Linked DNA regions of Oncorhynchus mykiss: region 2 is linked to region 1. Evidence: chromatin contacts called from public Hi-C data. All regions are on one chromosome and are shown on one strand. Each heading gives the region's core, a stretch centred on a gene start, on an enhancer-like site or on the middle of the called end of the contact. The rest is flanking DNA. Distances are from core to core; before and after follow the strand shown. Region 1 holds the start of LOC110533434 (myelin protein zero-like protein 1). Region 2 holds the start of gtf2ird1 (general transcription factor II-I repeat domain-containing protein 1).

Region 1 (5,502 bases), core at 653-3,152:
CTTTAGCAGTATGCTTAGTGTCATTGTCCTGCTGGAAGGTGAACCTCCGTCCCAGTCTCAAATCTCTGGAAGACTGAAACAGGTTTCCCTCAATAATTTCCCTCTATTTAGTGCCATCCATCATTCCTTCAATTCTGACCAGTTTCCCAGTCCCTGCCGATGAAAAACATCCCCACAGCATGTTCTCGGGGTGATGAGAGGTGTCGGGTTTGCGCTAGACATAGCGTTTTCCTTGATGCCAAAAAGCTCAATTTTAGCCTCATCTGACCAGAGTACTTTCTTCCATATGTTTGGGGAGTCTCCCACATGCCTTTTGGCGAACACCAAACATGCTTGGTTATTTTTTTCTTTAAGCAATGGCTTTTTTTCTGGCCACTCTTCTGTAAAGCCCAGCTCTGTGGAGTGTACGGCTTAAAGTGATCCTATGGACAGATACTCCAATCTCCGCTGTGGAGCTTTGCAGCTCCTTCAGGGTTATCTTTGGTCTTTTTTTTGCCTCTCTGATTAATGCCCTCCATGCCTGGTCCGTGAGTTTTGGTGGCCGCCTTCTTGACAGGTTTGTTGTGGTACCATATTCTTTCCCCTTTTTAATAATGGATTTAATGGTGCTCCGTGGGATGCTCAACGTTTCTGATATTTTTTAATAACCCAACCCTGATCTGTACTTCTCCACAACTTTGCCCCTGACCTGTTTGTAGTGCTCCTTGGTCTTCATGGTGCCGTTCCTCAATCGCTGCCTCCGCCTGCTTCCATGGCAGGGTCTTGTCCCCTGCCATTACCTCCTCCCAGGTCCAGGATGTCCTCCACTCTCTTTTCGCCCAGGATCCCTGCTCCTCCTGGCCACGCTGCTTGGTCCTTTGGTGGTGGGATCTTCTGTAACGGCTCTCGTTGAAAGGAGAGGACCAAAGTGCAGCGTGGAAAGTATTCATGATTTTTTTTTTTTTTTTTTTAAACACTCAAACAAAATAACAAAAGTGAAAACGACCACGCACAGTTCTGTCAGGTACAGACACTAAACAGAAAACAAGATCCCACAAAATGCAAAAGGAAAATTACAACTTATATATGATCCCCAATTAGAGACCCACACTCGGCCAAAACAAAGAAATAGAAAACATAGACTTTCCCACCCGAGTCCCACCCTGACCTAACCAAACATAGAGAATAATAAGGATCTCTAAGGTCAGGGCGTGACAAGTACCAGTTAATTCAGCCTCATTTACAGCCTTTTTTTCCCCAAACATAGCTAATATGGCGGACTCCCATAAACAAATGTAGTTTCTACTGACAATGGAGATGTTCAAACTATGGAATAAGCGAACGATGAGCGGATAAGAGACAATCTGTAATTTCGATTAAGAAATTAGTGAGCTAGGATGGACGTTGTCAATATAACGATTTGTTCAGCACGTTTGAAATGTATCATGGTACATAAACATTACACAAAAAGTTTGAAATCGAAAATTCAACAATGAGTGGTTTGGAAGGAATCAGTGGCTAACGGTTTGTTACCGTTATAGTGCAATTATTGATTTGTTTAGTGTTGTGTAGTAGCTTTGAGTTTGCGCCACCATGATTTACATGCTAAAATCGCCACTGCATATACAGTATATTGCAAATCTATGTAAGATTCCAGAGGTGCCTCGATCGCTGCAGGCTTGTTGAGGCCACTGAAAACTGCATTTGTCCCCACAGGATGGCAATTTTATCAGAGATTTCATTTAACACGTCAGGAAAATGATGTAATGTCGAACTTCTTCCATGTTCTCGAACTTGATTTTCTTTAACTGTAATTCATTAATGATTACATAGTTTCATCATTGGAACTGAGATTACTGCCAATAATCAATGTGGGAGAAGGTGAACTCTATTTACTTCAGATCACGTGCGAATGTGGTGTTTCCACTTTGGTGCATGGGATTTTAAAGCAACTTTACCGTCTGGTGCTCCGCGTGAGATAAATCGAGTGCACATTATATGTCATCGTCTTTCCAGTCATGCTAGTGCGTTTTCCTGTGTTTTTTTACACACAGGAGGAGGGTGCTTTGAGCAGCTGAACGTTGGCTAATGTTGGACCAAAAAACAGGGAGGGGGAGATATTGATGCGTTCTAAATTATGGAGCTAAGGAGGAGAAACCTCGCGTGCAATTGTGTTTTACTATATGGAATAACGTTATGTCTCTTTTTCGGTAAGTAACTTACTGTATACCTTTTAAAAGAAGCTAATAACATGATCGCTATAGTTGTTAGCTAGCCAGTAGCTATAGTAGTTTGCATGCTAACTAGCCGCTAGCAAATTATGCATTAGTTAACTGGCTAGCTAAATAGACGATAGTTAGCTAGTTGTGCGTGACTTGCTACGATAGTCGTATTTCAAATCAAGGTGTGTGTAATGTATCTATGAACTATAGAGTGCCAGTTAGCTAGCTAGTTACATTCTTGACTTAGGGTCTGGTTAGCTTAGTTTGTTGGTAGCTAGCTAGGAATGCTAACCTAGCTACCTAACATAAAACCAAATAATATCAAAATACAGAGACGCGAGGAAGCGCCTGTTGTTGTGAAACGTGTCACGTGTTGTTCATGTAATTAACTAAACATTTCTGAATCTATTGTTTTGTCATGATGTGTAAGAATTGACCAACTTATTGGCTAAATATGACGGATTCATAGTCTGTGGACAGCAAGTTAAACATATTTTACCTAGCTCATTTAATTTTTTATAAGAAGTTATAAAATCTGAGACGTGATTATTGTAGCGCATCATTTGTGGTCTACTACACTTTTGAGATACAACAATAATATTGCTTCCAATGGACTTGGTTTCCATTTGTGTGTTGCTTTCCCAGTCTGTGTTGGGTTGAAATTCAAAGGCTTTAAGGGAAAGGGTCCACCTGTTTTATTATTGCATTCTATGCTGTCAGCATGTTTTTGTCACACTGCATGCCTTCCTCCCTGACCTGGCTCTTTATAAATGGAGAAGATGTTGCCAAATAGGTACAGAACTCTGATGACCAACCCGATTTTACCTATGCCAATCTAGTTAACAACATAGATTAAGAAGCAAATGTCGCGCCAACAGAAATAAACATCTCTCTGGGAAGAAGGGCGGGGGTGTATGCTTCATGATTAACGACTCACGAATCGTAACAACACACAGGAACGAACTGATGTCCATTTGTTCACCTGACCTAGAAATCCTCATAATCAAATGTCGACCATATTATTTCCCAAGAGAATTCTCGTCGGTTATTGTCACAGTCATATCCTCCCTCAAGACGATACCACAACAGCCCTCAAGGAACTTCACTGGACTTGATGCAAACTTGAAACCATATATCCTGAGGCTGCATTTATTGTAGCCGGGGAATTTAACAAAGCAGATTTGAGAACAAGGCTACCTAAATTCTATCAGCATATTGATTGTAGCACTCATGCGAGCAATACACTGGATCACTGCTACTCTAACTTCCGCAATGCATACAAGGCCCTCCTCAGACACGATATGTATGTGGCAGGGTCTACAGGCAGTCACGGACTACAAAAAGAAAACCAGTCACGGACACCGATGTCTTGATTCCAGATAAACTAAACACCTTCTTTGCCCACTGAGTATAATACAGTGCCATCGACGTGGCCCACAACCAAGGACTGGGGCCTCTTCTTCTCCATGGCCGACGTGAGTAAGATGTTTAAAAGTGTTAACCCTCGCCATCCCTAGCCGCGTCCTCAGAGCATGCGCAGACAAGCTGGCTGGTGTGTTTACGGACATATTCAATCTCTCCCTATCCCAGTCTGCTGTTTGCCACCATTGTTCCTGTACCCAAGAAGGCAAGGATAACTGAACTTACTGACTATTGCCCCGTAGCACTCACTTCTGTCATCATGAAGTGCTTTGAGACTATTCAAAGATCATATTACCTCCACCTTACCTGCCACCCTAGACCCACTTCAATTTGCTTACCGCCCCAATAGGTCCACAGACAATGCAATCGCCATCGCCATACCTGGTGAAGGAAGGAAACAACATCTTAGCTGATCCTCAACACTGGGACCCCACAAGGGGTCAGTCCCCTCCTGTACTCTCTGTTCACCCATGACTGCGTTTCGCAATGCACGCCTCCAACTCAATCATCAAGTTTGCAGACGACACAACAGTAGTGGGCTTGATAAGCAACAACGACAAGACCACCTACAGGGAGGAGGTGAGGGCCCTCGGAGTGTGGTGTCAGGAAAATAACCTCTCACTCAATGTCAACAAAACAAAGGAGATGATTGTGGACTTCATGAAACCGCAGAGGGAACACCCCCCTATCCACATCAACGGGACCGCAGTGGAGAAGGTGGAAAGTTTTAAGTTCCTCGGCGTACACATCATGGACAAACTGAAATGGTCCACCCACACAGACAGTGTGATGAAGGCGTAATGGCGCCTCTTCAACCTCAGGAGGCTGAAGAAATTTGGCTTGTCACCCAAAACCCTCACAAACTTCTACAGATGCACAATCGAGAGCATCCTGTTGGGCTGTATCACCGGCCTGGTACGATAACTGCACCACCCACAACCACAATGCTCTCCAGAAAGTGGTGTGTTCTGCGCAACACATCACCGGGGGCAAACTACCTGCCCTCCAGGACACCTACAGCACCCGATGCCACAGGAAGGCCAAAAAGATCATCAAGGATAACAACCACCTGAGCCACTGCCTGTACACCCCGCTACCATCCATAAGGCAAGGTCAGTACAGGTGCCTCAAAGCTGGGACCGAGAGACCGAAAAATTGCTTCTATTTCAGGGCCATCAGACTGTTAAACAACCATCACTAACACAGAGGCTGCTGCCTACATACAGACTTGAAATCATTGGCCACTTTAATAAATGGATCAATGGTCACTTTAATAATGTTTACATATCTTACATTACTCTTCTCTTATGTATATACTGTATTTTATACCCTCTATTGCATCTTGCCTATGCCGCTCAGTCATCGCTCATCCATGTATTTATATGTATATATTCTTATTCCATCCCTTTTACTTAGATTTGTGTGTATTAGGTAGTTGTTGTGGAACTGTTAGATTACAGCACTGTCGGAACGAGAAGCACAAGCATTTCGCTACACTCGCAATAACTTCTGCTGACCATGTGTATTTGACCAATAAAATTTGATTTCATTGGAAATGTGGCTTTCCTTATTTTCTGATAGCTGAACATGTCTTAAGCCTAGAAACTATAAAGTATCAAGGCTTTGATGTAAGCTATACATTTAAGTGCCTATATAGTAGAGGTCGACCGATTCATCGGAATGGCCGAATAATTAGGGCCAATTTCAAATTTTCATAACAATTGTAATCTGCATTTTTTGACACCGATCATGGCCGATTACATTGCACTCCACGAGGAGACTGCGTGGCAGGCTGACTACCTGTTATGCGAGTGCAGCAAGGGGCCAAGGTAAGGTGCTAGCTAGCATTAAACGTATCTTATAAAAAACAATCAATCTT
Region 2 (5,622 bases), core at 1,506-4,005, 150 kb before region 1:
GCCAGAGATAATAGGCTACAATGTTCTCAGAAGAAGGGGTATCATGGTTTTCTGAGCTGATTTTGCACTAAGAGGCTTGTGGTGCTTGCTGCCATTGATATACAATACTTTGCTAATATCCCTTAAAAAGCCATTCCGGTCACAGACCTTTTGAAGACCACAACTCCATCTAAATCGTTGGGCTCGGTGCTGATCATTTACTTTTAATTGTATTGAACTCTGGGCATGCCAGGCATGATCCCAGAGGTTGTAGACCTACTTAGCTGTATACATACATCAACTAGGCTATTATGCCGGCGTTGTGGGATAGGCAGAGCCATGAGAACATCTCCTCTGGTTGGGAGATCCAACTAGTTCTGGAATAGTTCAACTACATGGAACGACCTAGAGCCTAGACATAGCCAGGGGTGTCAAACTCATTCCACGGAGGGCTGAGTGTCTGCGGGATTTGGGTTTTTCCTTTCAATTAAGACCTAAACAACTAGGTGAGGGGAGTTCCTTCCTAATTAGTGACCTTAATTAATCAATCAAGTACAAGGGTGGAATGAAAACCCACAACCACGTGTCAATCTAGATAAATGACAGCAAGTACGCCTGCAATTCAGCTAGCTAGGGAAAACATCAGGTGAAATAAAATATTGGGATCATTCAAAAATAGGAAAGATAAAGTCCTAATAATTGAAATGGACCTGTGGCTTTCACAAAATACGTTTAAAATCACAGTTACTTTGTTGCAGAGTTTAGGCTAATTATTGGAAGTGACAACCTGGCGCGGGGTGAAGATCTAGCCAAAACAGTTTGTCCAGAAGATATGCTCTCCTTCTGGGTTGAAATGTCCTTATGCCCATATTTGCAATTGCACCTTAGGGTACTTCAACTGTATTGAAATGGTTTAAAAACGTGCTTCAATCCAGGAATAGAAGGTGATGTTGTACTCCTAATAATCCCACAACAATTTACGGCAAACGGAGAAGATTGAAATAGGGCTAGTTTTTTATTAAACTTTTCTGTCAGCATGCTAGGCTATAGCTAATGTTAAAGCAGCTCATTAGATTCAATGAAAATGTGTCACTATAGTTGGGGTGAGTAGCTGCCAGAAGTGTTGTGGCATTAAATGGGCTGCTTTGGCATTAACTACCAAGAATGAAGATGAAAAAAGCAGTTTAATAAGAATATTTACATTTTCTCGATTTGCCGTAAATTGTTGTGGCATAAGAGTTCAGCAACACCTTCCATCCCTGGATTGCGAAGAAATAAAAGGCACAAGATCCACAAAAATTCTATTTTTTTAATTTTAGCGAGCAATTTTAATTGTATTTGTTCAAGCTCCTAGCTAGCTACCTTCCTATCACCTAACGTTACTGGAGAATGAGTAGGCTATATGGAGTTACCGCTTGAAACATTTACTGAGACAGCATGGGGATTGGCTACTGTAGCTAGCTGCCTTTACACACGTCTCAGGTAATGTCAGAAGACCTTGCATGCATTAGGATGTGGCTCTTAGGTAAACTGCATGTGAAGCTTGTTTCAGGTGAACTTCAGTGATGTGTTCATGACATGACAATCAGCTACACGCCCAACTCCAGATTAGCTAGCTACATTCATTGGGGAGGTTTGGATCCTGACTGTAGCTAACTAGCCAATGTTACAGAAAAGTAGAACGCAAGAGTCACGTTAGCTAGCTAAATGAGATAGGGAAGACCAAACTGCCACAGATGAAATAAATATATTTGACAAAATTGAGCAAGACAGTTGTGAAAGCGTTGTTCAACCAACAATGAATGTGGTCTGGCTAACTACCGTTAGCTAGCTAGAAAATATTGACATGATTGAACAAAACGCTCGCTGCTGAGTAATTTAATTAACTAGTTACTGTAGCTAACTAAACTAGCAAGCTACCACCAAAGTAAAATGGTTGACGTGGTCTTGAATAAGGTCTTAATGTATCCTCAAACTGTAATGTGCCATCTGCAGGCAACAAAAACACGACCGGAGGGCTGGCTAGCTATATTATCTAGCTACCTTTCTTTCTTGATAATGTTGGCTATCAATATAGCTACATTTATCCAACGATGCGCACGCCAAAACAAGACTTCTCGTATCAGTGTGCAGAATTTAGTTGCAGTTGGCTCGCTGCGAATATAACGATGTAACGTTACACCGTTTAGCTAGCTACAGAAATGTAAATGAGCTCATACCATTTATTTGCATCTAGCTAGATATATAGCTAAAGAAATCGCGAGATGATTCAATCGACGAATTAGCTAGCTAGCCACAATAACGGGTTAGCTAACTGGCCCATCTCCTCCCCCAGAATTATAATCTGTAATTTCACAATTTGTACAGTCATAAAGTCACGTGCTCACAAAACACGGTTTTCTGTTCGAAGTTAATAAATATTACAATAGCATGAGGCATACCTTACCAAAAACAACGTTTAAATGTCGTTATGCTGTCAATCCCGTAATAAGGTTATTCCCCGTTTAATCCAACCGCAACTGTAGAATTCCCATCTAAAATGTAGCATTATCGTGTTTTCGAAACCTTGTGATCTGAAGCATTATGGCACAAAATCGATTGCAAAATGTTATCGCCGAGATTATTTGTCCATTTTCCCCGTTTCTCTCTCTTTTCTTTAACAGTGGAGTATGTCCCCTTTCCCCTTTGTTCTGTAATCCAGTAAAATTGAAAGTCATTCGCCTCCGCTAATCCCAGCCCAACTCAACAACAGCATCTATTGGCTGTAATTTACATATAGGATTAAGCAACCTCTGGGAAACCATGGGGGGGAACTACCTCAATGGGGGAAACTCGTCCGGAGAAGGACGTGATGCGACAAAAACAAACAGGATATTTCACTTTTCAGATTTAAACCTCTGGTAAAAACAAATATACCAGTCAGCATTAAACATTTTACTAAATAGCCTTACAAAACATTTAGACTAGACTGCACCGAAATTACTATTAACACGAATTGACTAATATAATAATATTTATTATAGTGGACAATGTATTAATTGACAGGTTAATAATGTCGGTGAATTATTGGTATTGACTCTACAATAGTGAAAAAGGGAACACCTAAATAATGCATTAGGATAGCAATACAATACCTCTGTATGATATCAAGAGTTTAATTGTGAACTATTTTGGTCAGCCACCTGAGCAGTGCCATAACTGTCCCTATGCATGTGATCCTGCTCGCTTTATTGGTTACATTGGCCAAGTACATAAATCATGAATAGCAGTTTACTTTGCCCCTAGTGTTCTGAGAGCAGTATTTTACTCTCAGGTCCCACTTGTAGAAATACATTTCTGGAAACCTTCAAACCATTTGTTGCTACACTTTTTTCACCCCCTCACTTCACAGCCTCTACTTTGGAAAATGTTCCATGAATGATATCCATCACTTCCACAAGTGAGCCAAATTGTTTACACAGTCAGCAGTGGGAGCTTAGTGTTTGGTGTGTGCTAATGTGCATGTGCAACAGTATTTATTTGTGAGTGATTGTACTTAAAGGTTAATAAGTGTTCAATAAAGGCATAACAAAACTTCAGAAAAGACCATCAAATGTCCACTTGAAATAAAACACCACAATCCTTTTCCCACATTGTTAATATTTAATGACTCAATCTCAGAAATCATTACAGCAATAAAGGGTATGAAGTGTTTCCCATCTGAAAAAAGGCAATATACATTTTCCAATGACAGTTTGTAGCTTCAGTTTCGCTGAGCGAGGGCCAGCCCAACACTTTGTCCAAGCAATGTCAATCCCAAGTCTTACATTCCACATTACTCACATCAAGATAATGTTCTCCAAAGACAGTGCATTTCAAATGGCATGCTATTCTCTATATTGTGCACTACTTTTGACCAGTGCCAAAAAGTAGTGCACTATATAGGGAATAGGGTGCCATTTGAGACAGACCAGAATGTCAACCAATATCCCGTAAATACAGTAATGGCCTACACTTAGTATTTCCCTGTTGGCTTGTTAAACAGAGATAATATCATTTGGAAGACCATAATGTATCAATTCTGTACGTTATGATTAGGATTTGTTTAAACGTCATCCAGATGTGTGTTCTTCAACCAAGGGAGGGAGCAGTTACAGTAGGGTTGTGTCATAAATGGCACTATATTTCACTACTTTTGACCAGGGTCCATAGGGCTCTACTCAGAAGTAGTGCACTATATTGGGAACAGTGTGCCATTTGGGATACATATTAGAACATTCCATTGTTTGGATTGTGCTCCAAACAGCCCTTGAGTGGCCTACTCTAATCAAAGGACAAAGTGATCCCATGGCATGGTCAAATGTCTTTAGATAAATGATCAACAATAAGAAGTTAATACTGGTATTTTTTTAAAACCCCTGTTTACGGAAACACTACAAAGTGGTACGGTTTACCACTATCTAGTGAAGCCATAGTGAAATTAATGGATAACTCAGTTCAAATTAGTAAACCATTAAACTGATAGCTATTTAATGCAAATACGGCGCTGAGTTGGATTGGTTCAGTTGGCTAAATACACGTTTACAGTATGCACAATTCTGATAATGCAGCTATTTCACAACATCAGCCAAAATCCAGCAGGATAATCGTTTCATTCACGTTCGCTACAGAGCATGAGTCCTTGAACATGGAGGAGCTTGAGAAAATTGTTCTGAACGTAACTGGCCAAATCAAATCAGCTACAGTACTCTAAGAAGGATCAAAAGCAGTGTGGCAAATAAATAACAAAAAGTGGTGGATTGAAGCCAAATTCTTCTTCTTTGCTTTCAATCAGACACCAGAGTCATTCCATTCTCTGGAGTCACAATAAGTAATTCACAAAATAGTTTCTCATGAGTTGTAGGGTCATGATCTCTAATAAACTACCATAAAAGGTTCTCCCATGTCCAATACCATCCTTGGAGGTAGTCTGCAGGGTAGGTATCAGTTTATAAAGGTCGTACCGATTTATTATTCACCTCCATGTCCATTTTACAGTATCTTTGATCTGTCTTAAGATTGGCTAATGGGTGATTTTATTTTTTGCAACAGATTAAATGTACATATTGAGAATCATTGTTTTGGTAGTCATTGTTTTGGTAGTAACTGTAAACAGAAAATGGCGTCTGGAGTCCAATGGAGTACTAGTCCCAAGTCTTAACGTCGTAGTGACTTATTTTTCTTTTAAAATGTAGCTATGCATTTCCCCAATTCAAGATGGGCTCTTCTTCTCCTATATTAGTGTTGTTCCTGGGGAGGAAGCCATGAAGTTGAAGAAGAAAAAGTTCAAATAATCTATCAAATACATACTTCAGAATATTAATTTATGGCACAGATGAAATGGAGATTCTCTATTGAGCATGCTTTTAAGTCTAGAACAGATAGGCAACCCTGTTCCTGGAGTGCCGCAGGATTTTGTTCCAATTAGGCACCACACCTGACCAACTGAGCTAATTGATCAGTTCAGTGATGGTCTAAATTCAACACACCTGGTCTTCTAGGCCAGTTAAATCCAAAACAAGAAGTTCTTGCGGCACTCCAGGACCAGGGCTGCCTGCCCCGGTCTAGAACTAGGCTTTATCTGTGTTTGGTAAGCAAGCCATTAATGTTGTATTTATGTAACTC

The links. Hi-C and Micro-C count contacts between places; a contact is called where the count stands out from the background.
Region 2: a Hi-C map of liver shows a contact between it and region 1, with 3 times the contacts expected there. The contact joins the promoter of gtf2ird1 here to the promoter of LOC110533434 in region 1. A contact is called at or near these places in 2 of 3 Hi-C or Micro-C datasets (blood and liver).

The regions. Positions count from the first base shown.
Region 1 is chr10:17,542,022-17,547,523 of USDA_OmykA_1.1, reverse strand. LOC110533434 (myelin protein zero-like protein 1) reads left to right here and starts at 1,902. Exons shown (of 6, transcript XM_021617630.2): 1 at 1,902-2,189. The coding sequence starts at 2,117.
Region 2 is chr10:17,693,493-17,699,114 of USDA_OmykA_1.1, reverse strand. It overlaps gtf2ird1 (general transcription factor II-I repeat domain-containing protein 1), which reads right to left and starts at 2,755. Exons shown (of 26, transcript XM_021617643.2): 1 at 2,426-2,755. It overlaps clip2 (CAP-Gly domain-containing linker protein 2), which reads right to left. Exons shown (of 19, transcript XM_036989823.1): 19 at 3,602-5,247. The coding sequence ends at 5,236.